2 separate regions of the Oryctolagus cuniculus genome follow, and region 1 is linked to region 2. The links are chromatin contacts, called in public Micro-C maps. All regions are on one chromosome and are shown on one strand. The core of a region is the stretch at or near the end of the contact, and the rest is flanking DNA. Distances in the headings are between cores, read along the strand shown.

Evidence for each region. A called contact is a pair of places that touch in the nucleus more often than the background predicts.
Region 1: a Micro-C map of ear pinna shows a contact between it and region 2, with 12 times the contacts expected there. The contact joins two enhancer-like sites. A contact is called at or near these places in 5 of 6 Hi-C or Micro-C datasets (ear pinna, embryonic fibroblasts, psoas muscle and 2 more).

Annotation. Positions count from the first base shown.
Region 1 is chr8:17,655,147-17,662,589 of mOryCun1.1, forward strand. No RefSeq gene overlaps it. Among named protein-coding and RNA genes, the nearest start is that of TTC29, 220 kb to the right of the region's middle. Within about 2 kb of position 4,360, at least 1 of the 8 cell types and tissues checked has an H3K27ac peak or open chromatin away from gene starts, as enhancers often do. A contact at or near this core is called in ear pinna, where this site is marked.
Region 2 is chr8:17,157,555-17,164,092 of mOryCun1.1, forward strand. No RefSeq gene overlaps it. Among named protein-coding and RNA genes, the nearest start is that of TMEM184C, 64 kb to the left of the region's middle. Within about 2 kb of position 2,812, at least 1 of the 8 cell types and tissues checked has an H3K27ac peak or open chromatin away from gene starts, as enhancers often do. A contact at or near this core is called in ear pinna, where this site is marked.

The sequences.
Region 1 (7,443 bases), core at 3,110-5,609, 500 kb after region 2:
AGAAAATACAGGTTTTTCAGGTCAACATAATTCTGTTGTTTGGAGGGGTAAACCTAAGAATCTGGGTGTTTATCCTCGTGTGGTTGCCATGGGAGAGAGGGTTAGAAACTACAAACAGCAGTTGTTACAGAGAGGGAAAGGGGTGGGGAAAGGAATTCAGAAAGAGGATATCTATCCTCTCTTTTGTGAACCTGTTGTCTTTTCTAAGCATGATCCGAGGAGATACCTCCTATTTCTGGGTGTTGTATTTTTGTGCTTAAAGGTGCAAAGGGTTCATTGGAAGACCAGATGAGGCTGTACACTGTGAAATGTAAAAGTTGGCCTCTTCATTGTGTGAAGTCCAGGCCCACCTGGGTTTTTCTCCCTGCTTTCCTCTGGGATACTACTCTGCTAGCAGCACTGTGGGATTTCAAGTGGCATTGTTTATCCATAGCGAATTAGAAATGACATAGCTTAGCCATAACATTTTTTATTTTATTTAGCGCTCTATGCATATTTGGTGTTACTACAAAGAAAAACAGTAACTATTACTGCTGAATCTTTGGGTGCTTTTGAGGGATGGCCAAACTGGACAAAGTCAGAAGGAGGCCTGTATGTGCCTGGCGGGTTAACACTGGATGTGTATGAGCAGGGAACAGATTGCCTTGGTGACTTGGTTTACGCTCTGAATCCCAAGAGGATGCATTTTTCACTTGTATCCTTTGGCAATATTGCCAAATGTTTTCTAGGATTATTACTTTTTAACATTTTTGTCTATAATCCCTACAACCCCACACCCTAATAAATCTGTTGTTTTTCTAGCAGATTTTTTCTTTATCCATATCTATATATGCACATACTTTACATAGTTTTAATTATAATACAGATATAGTTTTCTCAATTGCTTTTTTTTTCTCCAAACATATTTCTTGTTGCTTCAACCTTTATAATTCTAGTTGTAATGACAACATATTATTTGCTATTTCACTTGGTTATTTTGCTATTATTAGGTCGTTTCCAAATTTGGCTGTTGTAAATATCCCTGGGATTAATACAATATCTTCATGTCAACAACTTTTCTTTCCCCCATTTGAATTCTTTGGTGAAACTCTCATATGTGAGGTGATAGTTGTGAAAGATATGACATTGTCCAGGATCCTGATAAATGTTAGAAAATCCTGTGTGGCTGGTTGATGTTATAACAGCACTGAAAGTATTTAGGATGGGGCACACAATACATGTTGGTTCCAGTGCTGCCACCATTGCTACTAACACTACTACTACTGCTACTACTACTACTATTGTTGTCTTTTTGTTTTAATGAAGGGAAACTTTATTTTCGTGATTGAAAACAAACATCAAATTCAACTTTATGAACAGAATGCTCATATAGATTTTTTGTTTTCTTTTCAAAATGATTAATAGGATGTTTTGCCCTTCCTCTTAATTCTTAAAAGATTCAAGAATTGTTTTCTAAATGTCCCTCTCTTTTCTCATGAAGCCATCTGGAGTGTATAATATGAGTTTCTTGTATTTATTTATAATATTCTTATATCCCACTTGGGGGTGATGAAACTAAAAAGAGGGAACAAAATGAGGCACCAGGAAAAGAAACACCATTGTCTTCGGACTAGTTTAGCAAGGATTTGGGACAGATGTAAAATCCTGACCTCTGGTGGCTTTAAGCTGTAGCTGCAGGTCAGATTGCCAAAATTGAAATTTACCTTCCAGCAAGTGGAATGGGTTAGGGCGGGTTGGTGTTTCTGACTTTTTCTGTTCATTGCGCTGATTGCTTATTATGTCAATGAAGACACATTTGCTCTCTTTCTGGCAAAGGAATTAGCTTAGCACTTGACTCTTTGGAATAGAGGGGTTTAGTGAGTGTTCCAGAGATCATAATCTCCAGAAAATACCTTCCTAGAACCACCACAGTCACCATTACCACTATCACCCAGTGATGTTTAGCTAGAAATTTCCCAGGTAAAATATATATGGCTAAATTGTAGCAAAAAGGAATATCAGAGGGAGTGATATTCTGTTTTTTTCAACATATTTAAATGTAGATATATCTTATTTCCTAATCAAATATTTTTTAAAATGTTATGACCCCAAATTTTGTTTCCTTAAAAAAAAAAAAAACAAATTAAAAGTCCAAAAAGGGATTTTTGGACATCATTATTTATTTATCATGTAACTAAAAGAATAATATATGAATGAAGAAAATTAAATCACATGGATCTAAGAGGTTATAGGAGTTGATGGGAATATGCACAGGATATTTTAATGCTTTTAATAGTTGTTTAGAATAATATGGGAATGGTGCCCCTTTGCTTAGGCTTGAGAATAAGTATTTATATTGAATTTTAATTATTTTGCTTTCATAAAAACCCACTTAAAAGGTTCTTGAAGGAGTTAATTGGCTGCAACTAAGAGTTAGTGATCACCAAGTATTGTGTGTTTGCATGCATTTGTGCACAAAAGAAAGCTGAGAAGTGGAAGACTTTGATTATTCCCAGGTAGGGATATGGTCTACAGGAACATATAGAATATGAGGCAGTCAGTGTTGAAAATGACAGGTCTTCTGTCGTTTCTACATGGGTGATGCAATCTCTTAAGTAGGCACCAGTGTCTGTGTTATTGTCTCAGGAAGGGGACTCTTGGTGACGAGGCCTTTTCAAGTTGGCTTCCAGGCCTCCGCAGCATTTGTACTATTGACCTTTCCTTCAGATAACCAGGATTATTGCCATCCTGTGAAGTGAGCTCTAGGTCTGAGTATGTCTCTCCTTGTCTTCATGAACAAACTTGAAAAGCAGAGAGAGAGAGAGAGAGAGAGAGAGAGAGAGAGAGAGAGAAATCTTTTGTCTGCCAGTTCACCCCTAAATAACTGTATTTAGCCAGGGCTGGACCAGGCTAAGACCAGGAGGCTGAAACTCAATCCAGTCCACCACGTGGGTGGCAGGCACCTGAGTACTTGATCTACCACCTGCTGCCTCCCAGGGTGCACATTAACAGGAAGTTGGAATGGAAGTGGAGCCAACACTTGAACTCAGGCACTCTAATGTGGAATGAGGGCATCCCAAGAGATATTTTGCCTATTGCAGCAACCTCCAGTCCCCCTAGTGTACATTTTAAGGTATAAGAGCTGCATATGGTGCTGATAGTGTGGCACAGTGAGTTAAGCCACTGCTCGGGATGCTGGCATCCATACATGAGTACAAGTTGGAGCTCTGGTCGCTCCACTTCCAGTCCAGCTCCCTGCTAATGCACCTAGGAAAGCAGGGGAAGATGGCTCAAGTGCTTAGACCCCAGTCACCCATGTGAGAGACCCAGATGGAATTGCTGGCTCCTGGTTTTGACCTGGCCCAATCCACTCCATTTGGCGAGTGAGCCAGTAGATGGAAGATCTTTCCTCTTTATCCCTCTCTATGTCACTCTGCCTTTCAAATGAATGAATAATAAAAAAGAGCTGCATATGGACTTGCCCATGGGCCTTTCCTGAGAGCAGGCACAACCCAGGCATATGGGGCAGCTTAATTGAAGTTAGTTGAGATCACTGGAAGATATTTAATCCCATTTATGAATTTTTATTAGTGTAGAGCTTATTTAAAATCTATCAGAAATACAGATAGATAATATGTGGTCAGCATAATTTCTTCAAATTATTTTTATTTCTTTATAGAGATGTAGAGTTACAGAGAGAGATAGAGAGAGAGAGAGAGAGAGAGAGAGAGAGAGAGAGTGCTGGTTCACTCCCCAGATGGCCACAACAGCTGGAGCTGAGCCGATTTGAAGCCAGAAGCCAGGAGCCAGGAGCTTCTTCCTGGTCTCCCACACAGATACAGGACCCAAGTACTTGGGCCATTTTCCACCGCTTTCCCAGGCCATAGGTCAGTGTTTTCTAGTTGTCCTGGAAGAGGAGCAGCCAGGACTCCAACTGGCTGCCCATATGGAATGTCGACACCGCAATTGGAGGCTTAGCCTTCCAAGCCACAGTGTTGGCCCCAGCATAATTTCTTTTGTACTGTGATTTACCCTGGGGTTTTGAGCAACTAGAACTTGATTTAGAGAAGGAATTCTCCTTTACTTAAGCCTTATTCTAGTTTCAGTTTACTAAACTTAAAACAGTCACCATCAATCTTTCATTGTTTCTTTTGTCTCAGTGGAAAAATTGCAGTTCTGGAAATCCATTGAGTGGCTTCATTATCTCCTACTACCGCCTTGCCTTTCTTTTTCCCACTTGAATCCCCACCCACGCTGCTATCCGCAGCCCCGAAGGAAACGCGAGCTTCCGAGGAGAGTAGTGTGTGCACATGCCCGCGACAGCCGGCGCCCTGGACCGCGCAGCGACCAGAGAGATCTGGGTGCGAGAGCCCAGGGCACGGCGCCCTGCTCCCTGGTGTAGCCACCAAGACGCGGCACCTTTATCCCCAGGGGCAGGAGGGCTACCAGGGAGCTTACATTGGCCTTGCTGAGTGACAGGCCGGAGGCGCCCCCGCTGCCCGCTCCCGCCGGCTCCCGCCTTCTGGCCCGCTGGGAGCTTTCTGAGCACAGCTCCTGGCAGAAACTCGCCTTTGCCGTTTCTGACCGAAGATGATTCTAGTCCTGCAGCTAATCCCCTCTCTCCACCCCTGCCGGAGTAGCAATAGAACCCAGAAAGGCCCTATTTCTGTTTGCTGGCTGCGATCTGCAACTCCTGTTCTCAAGCATGACATAAAGCCACTCTGCCTTAGGCAACTGTAAGCAGAAAACTGGGATTGTTCCCCTCAGCCAAGACTTAGTTCATGCGTACGGGGCACTATATACAGCTTCAGATACTGGGAGTGTGTGTGTGTCACGGAAATAAAGAATTAAAAATTTCATGGAAGCTAGAATTAAATATTTATTTTAGTGCAAAAGTGTTGTCATGTATGTATATGACATGTATGTATGTATGATACATGTCACAGGTGCCTGGTCATGTTAGTTGAATTCATGAAAGCAGGAAGAAGTGCCACGGTAGAGAGGAGTCACAAGGGACAAGGGGAGCAACCAGCAGTCAATTGACGGACCGGAGAATCATGTCACCTCCCTTTTTTACCAGCTGTGTGACATGGGATTTCCTTCCCCCTGGCAGCTGCTTCAGGCTTCCAGTAATTTCTTCATCTCAACCAAAGGTGCTAAGAAAGCCTCTCTTTTCAGCCGTGTCAGATTGTCTTGAGATCCCAATTGGTGCTCCAGCTGCTGGGCCTCAGCTCCGACCCACGAAGAGGACTGGAGTCGAGTGGACAAGGGTGTGTGTTGAGGGTGCCCAGCAAGGGGAGAGTGGAGTTAGTAGACCCCAGTGCAGGGTATGCAGAAAGGGGCAGGTGGGGCAGGTGGATGAGGATGAGCCTCTGCTGGAGTCAGGCGGCTGTGCTGCCTTCCCACCCAGGGTCAGCAACAGATTCCAGGAGCTAGGGCAGAGGTCTGTGAGTGAAGTGTACTAGGGAGGTTCAGATTCCACACAAACTGTCTTAATTGGCTCTTTGCCTCTTAAAATGTAGACTGCTCTGTCCCTTGAAATGTACCACACTTAGCAGTGTTCCCGTTAGAGCCAGTCTCAAAGGCAGATGGCCATATCCTGATGCCTAAGGATATCTCTGGCCACACAGGACCCCTGTCCCTTTCTCTGATATCAATGTTCCCCTTAAAGCTTGCTGTACGAACCATTCAGGGAGGCTGGAATCACTCCTCCTGCCAGTGCAGTGCTTCTAGTTAGGATCACTTGGACAATTCACTTTGTGTTTTGTGGTCAGGAGAGGTTGTAGGAAATTGCTTTGGTAGAAATCAAGAAAACAGGGGCCAGCACTGTGGCACAGTGGGTTAACGCCCTGGCCTGAAGTGCCGGCATCCCATATGGGCGCTGGTTTGAGACCTAGCTGCTCCACTTCCTGCCTAGCTCTCTGCCATGGCCCAAGAAGGCAGTGGAGGATAGCCCAAGTCCTTGGGCCCCTGCACCCACGTGGGAAACCCGGAGGAGGCTCCTGGCTCCTGGCTTCGGAACGGCACAGCTCCGGCTGTTGCGGCCAATTGGGGAGTGAACCATCGGATGGAAGCCCCACCCCCACCCCGCTTCTCCTCTCTCTGTGTAACTCTGACTTTCAAATAAAATAAATAAATCTTTAAAAAAAAAAAAGGCAATAAGAAAACAGAAGATCATGGTTGGTGATTGGGCTCGAGCTTGCTGTTGTTGCTTTTTGTAGGTTGTTGTTGTTGTTGTCAAGAAGAATGCAAGGACTGCAGGACTGGGTTGTTCTGTTCCGACAGGCTGTTCCTGGCAGTTTGGCATTTGGGGGCAGGGATAATGAGAGCTGAGGTTTTTTGTAGGGTGGGCCTTCTTTCAGAAGTAGCTGTGTTGCTGCAGCCTGTGTTAGTCCTGCCTGGATGCTGACGACCAGGATGCCTGCAGAGCAGAGGCGCGCAAAGGTTGCATCCAAGACTTGTGCCTATGGCATGGATGGGGCTTCCATCAGATACCAAAGTCGTTCCTATCCCGAATGAGTACATATGGGTCACAGGAAGCCCTGCATGTTTTATTCTTGCGATTTCATCTATACGTTGTTCTTTCAGAAATGTTGGATGTGTGGCCGCACTAGGAACAATACAAAATTCTGTCCATTTTTCTTGGCGAGCAACAGCACCACGTGAGGATATGTAAGTCTTGGTGGCTGTTTTCCCTCTGAATAGTAGCAGGCTCCTCATTCTGAGCCCTGCGTGCTTTCAGCTGATTGGTCTAATGAGATCTATAAACCCTGGCTGCATAGAAGCCACTCAGATACACTGAGCAGCTGACCTTTCCTAGTTGATGCATACCATAGTATGAAAGCAGATTAAATAAGCTGCATTCCACGTGCAATACTAAAGTGATCTTACTACAATATAGGGACAGAGGAGGAGGATTACAAAGCAAAAAAATCAGATTTTTGTAGGCAGCATCTGAGCACAATGATGTCTTTTCCTTGCATTGCCTAAGTAAAGTTGAGGGGTGTGTGCACATCTGTGTGAATTTATATGTACCTGTGTGCGTGTCTACCAGTGAGTCAAATCCCAGTCTTCCAAAAATGAAAGTATCTAACCTCCATCCTCAGTGTATCATTGGTTAAGCACTGAAAAATCTTCATCTAAGAATGGTTCTGTACTTCCATAGGCAGTGCATGTTTATGTAAGAAATGTGTCTGCTTTTCTTCACGTAGGTCATGCCTTTTGAGGAATCCTCAATTCTGATATGTCATGGTTTATTTTAGTTAGTCTTCATTCAGAATTTCTTTCCTAAGTGACAGTCAACAGCACTTCTAACCCTTTCTAAAAAGAAAATATTCAAGTAATGCCAAAGGGAAAATATTGACCAGGGTAAAGAGTCAAAGGGGAAACACTCTGCTTCTATTGAACTCTGAGGAAAATGTGCTGACCGACCAAAGGGGCCCCTTATAGATCTCACAGCCATGG
Region 2 (6,538 bases), core at 1,562-4,061:
GAAGGCACACCATGTTCCAGACTGTGGGTGCGAGCTTGGGAGCAGGCAGGTGTAAGGTTCAGTTCCTTCTGTCACTCACCAGCTGAGTGAACTTGAACAAGTTAGTTCATATCTTTAAGCCCCATTCATCTGTTAAAGTGGAGATACTGATTCTTAATTTGATAGAGTAGATAACAGGATTAGAGAAAATTTATAGAACATGGAATTAAGAGATTATTTTGATACAAACAGAAATTCATGTGTATAAAAGGCCTTCAAAAATTTGGAAAATTATTATGATAAAACTATGCATGGATCTCAAATTTATTTTACACCAAAGTAAACCTACATTTATTTTTCTTTTATTTAACTTTTATTTAATAAACATAAATTTCCAAAGTACAACTTTTGAATTATAGCAGCTTTCCCCCATAACCTCCCTCCCACCTGCAACCATCCCATCTCCCATCCTATTATTCATCAAGATTCATTTCCAATTATCTTTATATCCAGAAGATCAACTTAGTATATACTAAGTAAAGATTTCAACAGACTGCACCCACAAAGACACACAAAGTATAGAGTACTGTTTGAGTAGTAGTTTTACCATTAATTCTCATAGTATAACACATTAAGGGCAGAGGTCCTACATGGGGAGCAGGTGCACAGTGACTCCCATTGTTGATTTAATAATTGACACTCTAATTTATGATGTCAGTAATCACCTGGGTCTCTTGCCACGAGCTGCCAAGGCTATGGAAGCCTCTTGGGTTCACCAACTCTGATCTTATTTAGACAAGGCCATATTTAAAGTGGAAGTTCTCTTCTCCCTTCAGAGAAAGGCAAACCTACCTTTCAATTCCATTTTTTTCCAAGAACCATTTGAAGTACCCTCTTGGGTACACTTTGTATGTGTCACTTAAAAAAATAAAATGAGTAGATATAAAGCCCTATAAACACAAGCGATGACAATGGCTGTGAATCACCAGTTTGTGCCTGAAGTCTTACATTATGGTGCTGATAGTTGTGAAAGAAAAGCATATAAAATGGTCTGATTTCTCTTGGAGACTCATCAAAAATTACATTTCCTTCGTAAGGAAAAAAAACCATTTGATGAAAGTTCTTATTAGCTTGAATTTTAAGACTAGGGGAAAAAATATTAGGACAAATGTCCACTTTGTTTTTTTCTTTTGACTCCCCAAATGGCTGCTACGGCTGGAGCTGCGCCAATCCGAAGCCAGGAGCCAGGTGCTTCTTCCTGGTCTCCCACGCGGGTGCAACAGCCCATGTGCTTGCTTTTTACCCATGGAATGTAGAGAATCTTCCCAGACCTGGAAAACTGCTTGGCTTACTTTCCTTTGTCACTGGTTAAAGACTGTTTCCCTTTTTTTTTTTTTTAATTTCATGAATACAACTTCCATACGTACAACTTTAGGAATATAATGTTTTTGTCTTCCATACCTAACCTTCCTCCCCTACTCCCATCTCACCTCCTACTCCCTCTCCCATCCCATCCCATCCCATTTTTTTTTTTTTTGACAGGCAGAGTTAGACAGAGAGAGAGAGACAGGGAAAGTTCTTCCTTCCGTTGGTTCACCCCCTCAAATGGCTGCTTTGGCCGGTGTGCTGTGCTGATCCAAATCCAGGAGCCAGGTGCTTCCTCCTGCTCTCCCATGTGGGTGCAGGGCCCAAAGCACTTGGGCCATCCTCCACTGCCTTCCCGGGCCACAGCAGAGAGCTGGACTGGAAGAGGAACAACTGGGACAGAATCCGGCGCCCCAACCGGGACTAGAACCCGGGGTGCTGGTGCCGCAGGCAGAGGATTAGCCTAGTGAGCTGTGGTGCTGGTCTCCCATCCCATTCTTTAAGATTCATTTTTAATTATCTATATATACAGAAGACCAACTCTATGAGAAGTAAGGATTTCAACAGTTTACACACATACACACATATAATGTAAAAAGTACTATTAGAGAACAAGTTTGGCAGTTAATTCTCATAGTACAACTCATTAAGGACAGAGGTCCTACATGGGGAGCAAGTGCACAGTGACTCCTGTTGTTAACAATTGACACTCTTAAGACATCCTTAATCACCACATTGGTGAGAGGTATATTATATTGAAACATTTTTAAAGTTGTGTTTTTAATTATGATATTGAAAGATTCACCCTAAAGTTCTGTTCCCAGATAGTTTATTTTTTTTTTAGAATCAAACACAGGGCTTTCCTTTATTTTGGTTTTTAACTTGGACAGCTCACATCCTTAAACCATGGTTATAACTGCAACTACCACCAGGTTGCGCTGTAGTTCCACATTGGAAACAGACTGGTGGCTGAGCAAGGAATTCCCAAGGGCCTTAGTTACTATATTATTTCTGCTGCTTGAAGCAAAGAAGGGTGGAGACGAAAACTTAAAAGGAAAAAGAAAAGATTTTGCTGAAAACATAATTTCAAAACGACTGTGGTTTAAAAATTTGATTATCAACAAAAAAGATCTTATCTGTGAATACTGCTATTGTCCCTTTTAGAAAAACGGCTTTAAACTTAGTCCTGTTAAAAGTATTTTCTTAATTGGAAAAAAATTAAAACTCTGGAGGTTTCATTTCCTATATTCTCTGGTTAAAAGTTCCAAGACAAGGTAGATTTTATTTAAAAATCATAATGGTATCTTGGACAGAAATCAAGCTTTAGAAAATATAGAAACATTTCAACTTAACTCTTTCTTCCTGGCAAAGTGCTTTCTTTTCTCTTGTTTTTCCAAATGTCAATATTTATGAATCGGGGGTTGTGGGAAATGTTACCTAGAGCTGTGAGGGCCCGAGCCTGCCTTCCTGGCTCACTGGGGAGTTGGGTGTGAGTGCAGGGGGGCAGTGTTTGGTGGGAAGGACCCAGTCCCAGCTTTCTTTGCGCCCCGTGGTGTGCCCTTTGAAGTGAAAGAATTCTGTGCTGAGCTCTGCTTGGTAAGATGAGCAACACACATAAGTTTCTGTGTATCCCTTCTGTATAAAAGCAGGTGCAGATATACAGAGAAGAAAACCAGCCAGGACTTCTGGCGAATTTGGGAAGTACCCTGATAACATTCACAAATCTGAATTTTTGGGGTCAGACCATTTTTTGATCATGGCACTGTTGAAACACCCATCACTTTGAGTGTTACCTCTCTTACAATTTGGGTCGTAGTAGTTTTGCCAATGGCAAAGAAAGAAGGCAAGAAGAATGAAGCTTTCATAGAGATAAGAGAAAAATCATGACATATTAGTAAACTATGGAGCTTATTTATTTTAAAAATGAGTTATATATCAAGATGAATAAATTTTATTATATAAAAACATGTTTGGTTTTGGTTTATTTCCTCTCAAATGGTCAGTCATTAGCGTCTGAACAAGAAGATAAAGACTGGAAATGAATAATCTTTTTCCATTCTGGGGGAGAACTGGGAGATACCTGGGCAAATTGGAACCATTAACCAATTTTTAAAGAAAATCAAACATTTGAAAACAATGTCATCAGTAAAATATGTCTGAAGTCGAAGGACAGGTTCTGACATTGAGTCAGAATTCACTTAGCACTTCTTTGTTATTCCTACTTTAAATCTTTCCCCTCTTTACCCCGTGCACAGTAAGTGTCCCAGTGTCTTAAGGATCCTGTGTTTTTCTTTGTCCTCATGGCTTCCGCAGTTCATTTGCTTGCATTACTTGTGACTGTCCCACCCAGGCACCTCACTGGTTCAGGCTGCTCCTTGATTTTCAAAGGCTCCTTATATAAATAATGAGATAAAATTTCATAGATCACTTGATGATTCCGGATTTGGGAACTCACTGTCCTAATTCACTTCTGGAATAGTATGGCAAAAGAATCAGTGAGATGAATGAACAGAACAGTTAGGGGGAATGAAAGTCTCAATTATTTTGTGGAGAAAATGATTCTCTGTGGGAAAGATGCTTTCATTTCAAGTCCAGACACATGGATACGGCCTTCTACTTCTTTTTCCATGATCAGCTCAATTCTAAGTGCATCTCTCACACTTGCTGTGTCAGTGTTTGGCTGTTGAAATCTCCCTGCCTCAGTTTCTTTGTCTGTAAATGGGCATAAAAATATTTAGCTGAGATGTTGACAGTGTTAAATGTGTCATGTGCAGTTCTTGGTATAATACATATGCAGTGTGTGAATTTCCACCTGCCTTCCTTCGCTGATAGGGACACACCAATAAAACAACACAGCGGGAAGGGTGTTTGCCCAAGTGGTTAAGACACCCTTGTCCCATGTCAGAGTGCCCCAGTTCAAGTCCCCGCTTCACTCCCAATTCTAGATTCCTGCTATTGCAAACGCTGGGAGGCAGCAGGTGATGGCCCAGGTAGTTGGTTTCCTGCCTCTCATGTATGAGATGTGGGTTGAGTTCCAGGCTTCCTGGTTTGGCCTGCCTCAGCCCTAGCTGTTGCAGACATTTGCGGAGTGAATTGGTACTCCATCTGCCTCTAATTCCCTGGCACTCTCCATCTCTGCCTCTCACATGAGAATTATAAACGACCCCCCTCCCCCATATATATACTTCTCTGAGGTTATAATACAAAACTGTTTAAACCAACTTGTGCAGCACCTAACACTCCAGTGTATGTCGTATTAAATTTATTTGCATGCATTTCATAAGTACAACTTTAGGAACAGAGTAATTCTCCACCCCCCCACATACCTACCCTCCTACCCACACTCCTTCCCCTCTTTTTCCTCTCCTGTTCCCAGTGTTTTCTTACTATGATTTATTTTCATTTAACTTTATACAGAGGATCACAGTGTATGCCATTCTTGAAATTCAATACTTAATGAAATTACCAATGGAAACAAGACTCAAAGTCAAGTTATAAATTGTGGTGGGAACAGCTGGTGTTGTAATACTTTGTTAATATACATATGTATAGAATTGTAATTTATGAATGTATTCTTATGTATATGGTTATTAATGTATTTATGTCTAGTTGTATTCCCAGAATTACTTCTGGACTAGAAATCCATGTGAATATTTGAAGTATGTTTTAGATGAGATCATAAAGTATAGTTCTATGAAGGTATTCCAATTTTTTTTTAAGGATTTATTTATTTGAAAGAGTTAGAGGAAGAGACAGAGTGAGATCTTCCATCCACTGGCTCACTTCCCAAATGGCTGCAATGGCCACAGCTGAGCCAGGCCAAAGCTGGGAGCATGGAGGTCCATCTGGGTCTCCCATGTGGGTGCAGGGTCCCAAGGACTTGGACCATCCTCTGCTGCTTTCCCAGGCCATTAACAGGGAGCTGGATTGGAAGTGGAGCAGCCGGGACTTGAACCAGTGTCCATATGGGATGCTGGTAATCAAAGACAGAGGCTTTAACTACTGCACCACAATGCTGGCCCCTCTGCTTTTATCCTTTTGTTCATTCCAAAAAGAGTTGCGAGAGAAAAATTTGATACTGTAGAGAGGTGAAGAACAGAAACTCTGCTTAGCTAACCAATAGTAACAGTGCTTATGAAAGCCAACATGAGCTTAGCCTATTTTTTTAACAAAAGCCATATATTCATGTAAATACCACCTTTTTCATAAGAGTTGCTTTCAAAGTCCAGATACTTCTTACAGGGTTCTGTTATTGTTCCCAGTGTTTTAGGGCTAATTAAGGAATTGTGTCCAAGAGAAGCTCGTCTCATATTGCAGTCATCTCTTATTTTCTTAGGCTTAATCAGTTCTATCCAGTGACTTGCCATCTGCTTGTTTGCAAAATAAAATGAAACTGATCTTGATGAGAAAGTGTCTTTTCTTTCTTCTTCTTTTTTTTTTCTTTTTAAGAAGCCATTGCAGACAACAACAGCAACACCCCTAGTGTGTTAAGGAAGGCAACGCCTAGTTGGAGCCCAAAATCATTGTGAAAATCCTTGGAAGGTTGTTGCCTCCTTGGATGTGGACATCATTTTTGGGGGAAGATTTAAGGGTATTTGTTCAAACTCTGACACTGCCTTATAGCCATGTCTTCCGAATGTAAGTGAAACGGGGATCCTTCTGAGCTGAAAGACTCCGGGAACAGGTAAACCCCATTATGTAAAAGGAGTGGTGAATTTCTAAGCAGGGTCTGCTGTGTTCCATCAGACTCCACACACTTCTACAAAGAAAAGGGGAATGCAAAGGCCTTTGTGTTCACATCAGGCCGCTGTGTCCCTTTCATCCTCACGTGGGTTTGTTTAGTGAGTCACTGCAGGGCTGTGTGTATGATTAAATCTCTGCTAGTCATCCTAGAGTCAAATGATAAAGACGACGTGGTCCATTTTTTGAAACAGAAGCAGGAAAACAACATGAACTTGTTAGTAGATGCATCCAGGCTTTCATCTTAGCAAATATAGTTACAGGGTAGAAGTGAAGGCTGACAATGTTTGTGCATGTATTTATGTTTGACTTTTAAAAGAAAGGGGAGATTGGCTTAAAAAAAAAAAAAAGGCTAAAAAGAGAGTGCCGCAGGTTAGGTAGCTTTATTAGACCAATAAAAAAAGCATAGGAGTGTTTGGTAAATATAATTTCTGACACAGATCCTCCAACTTCA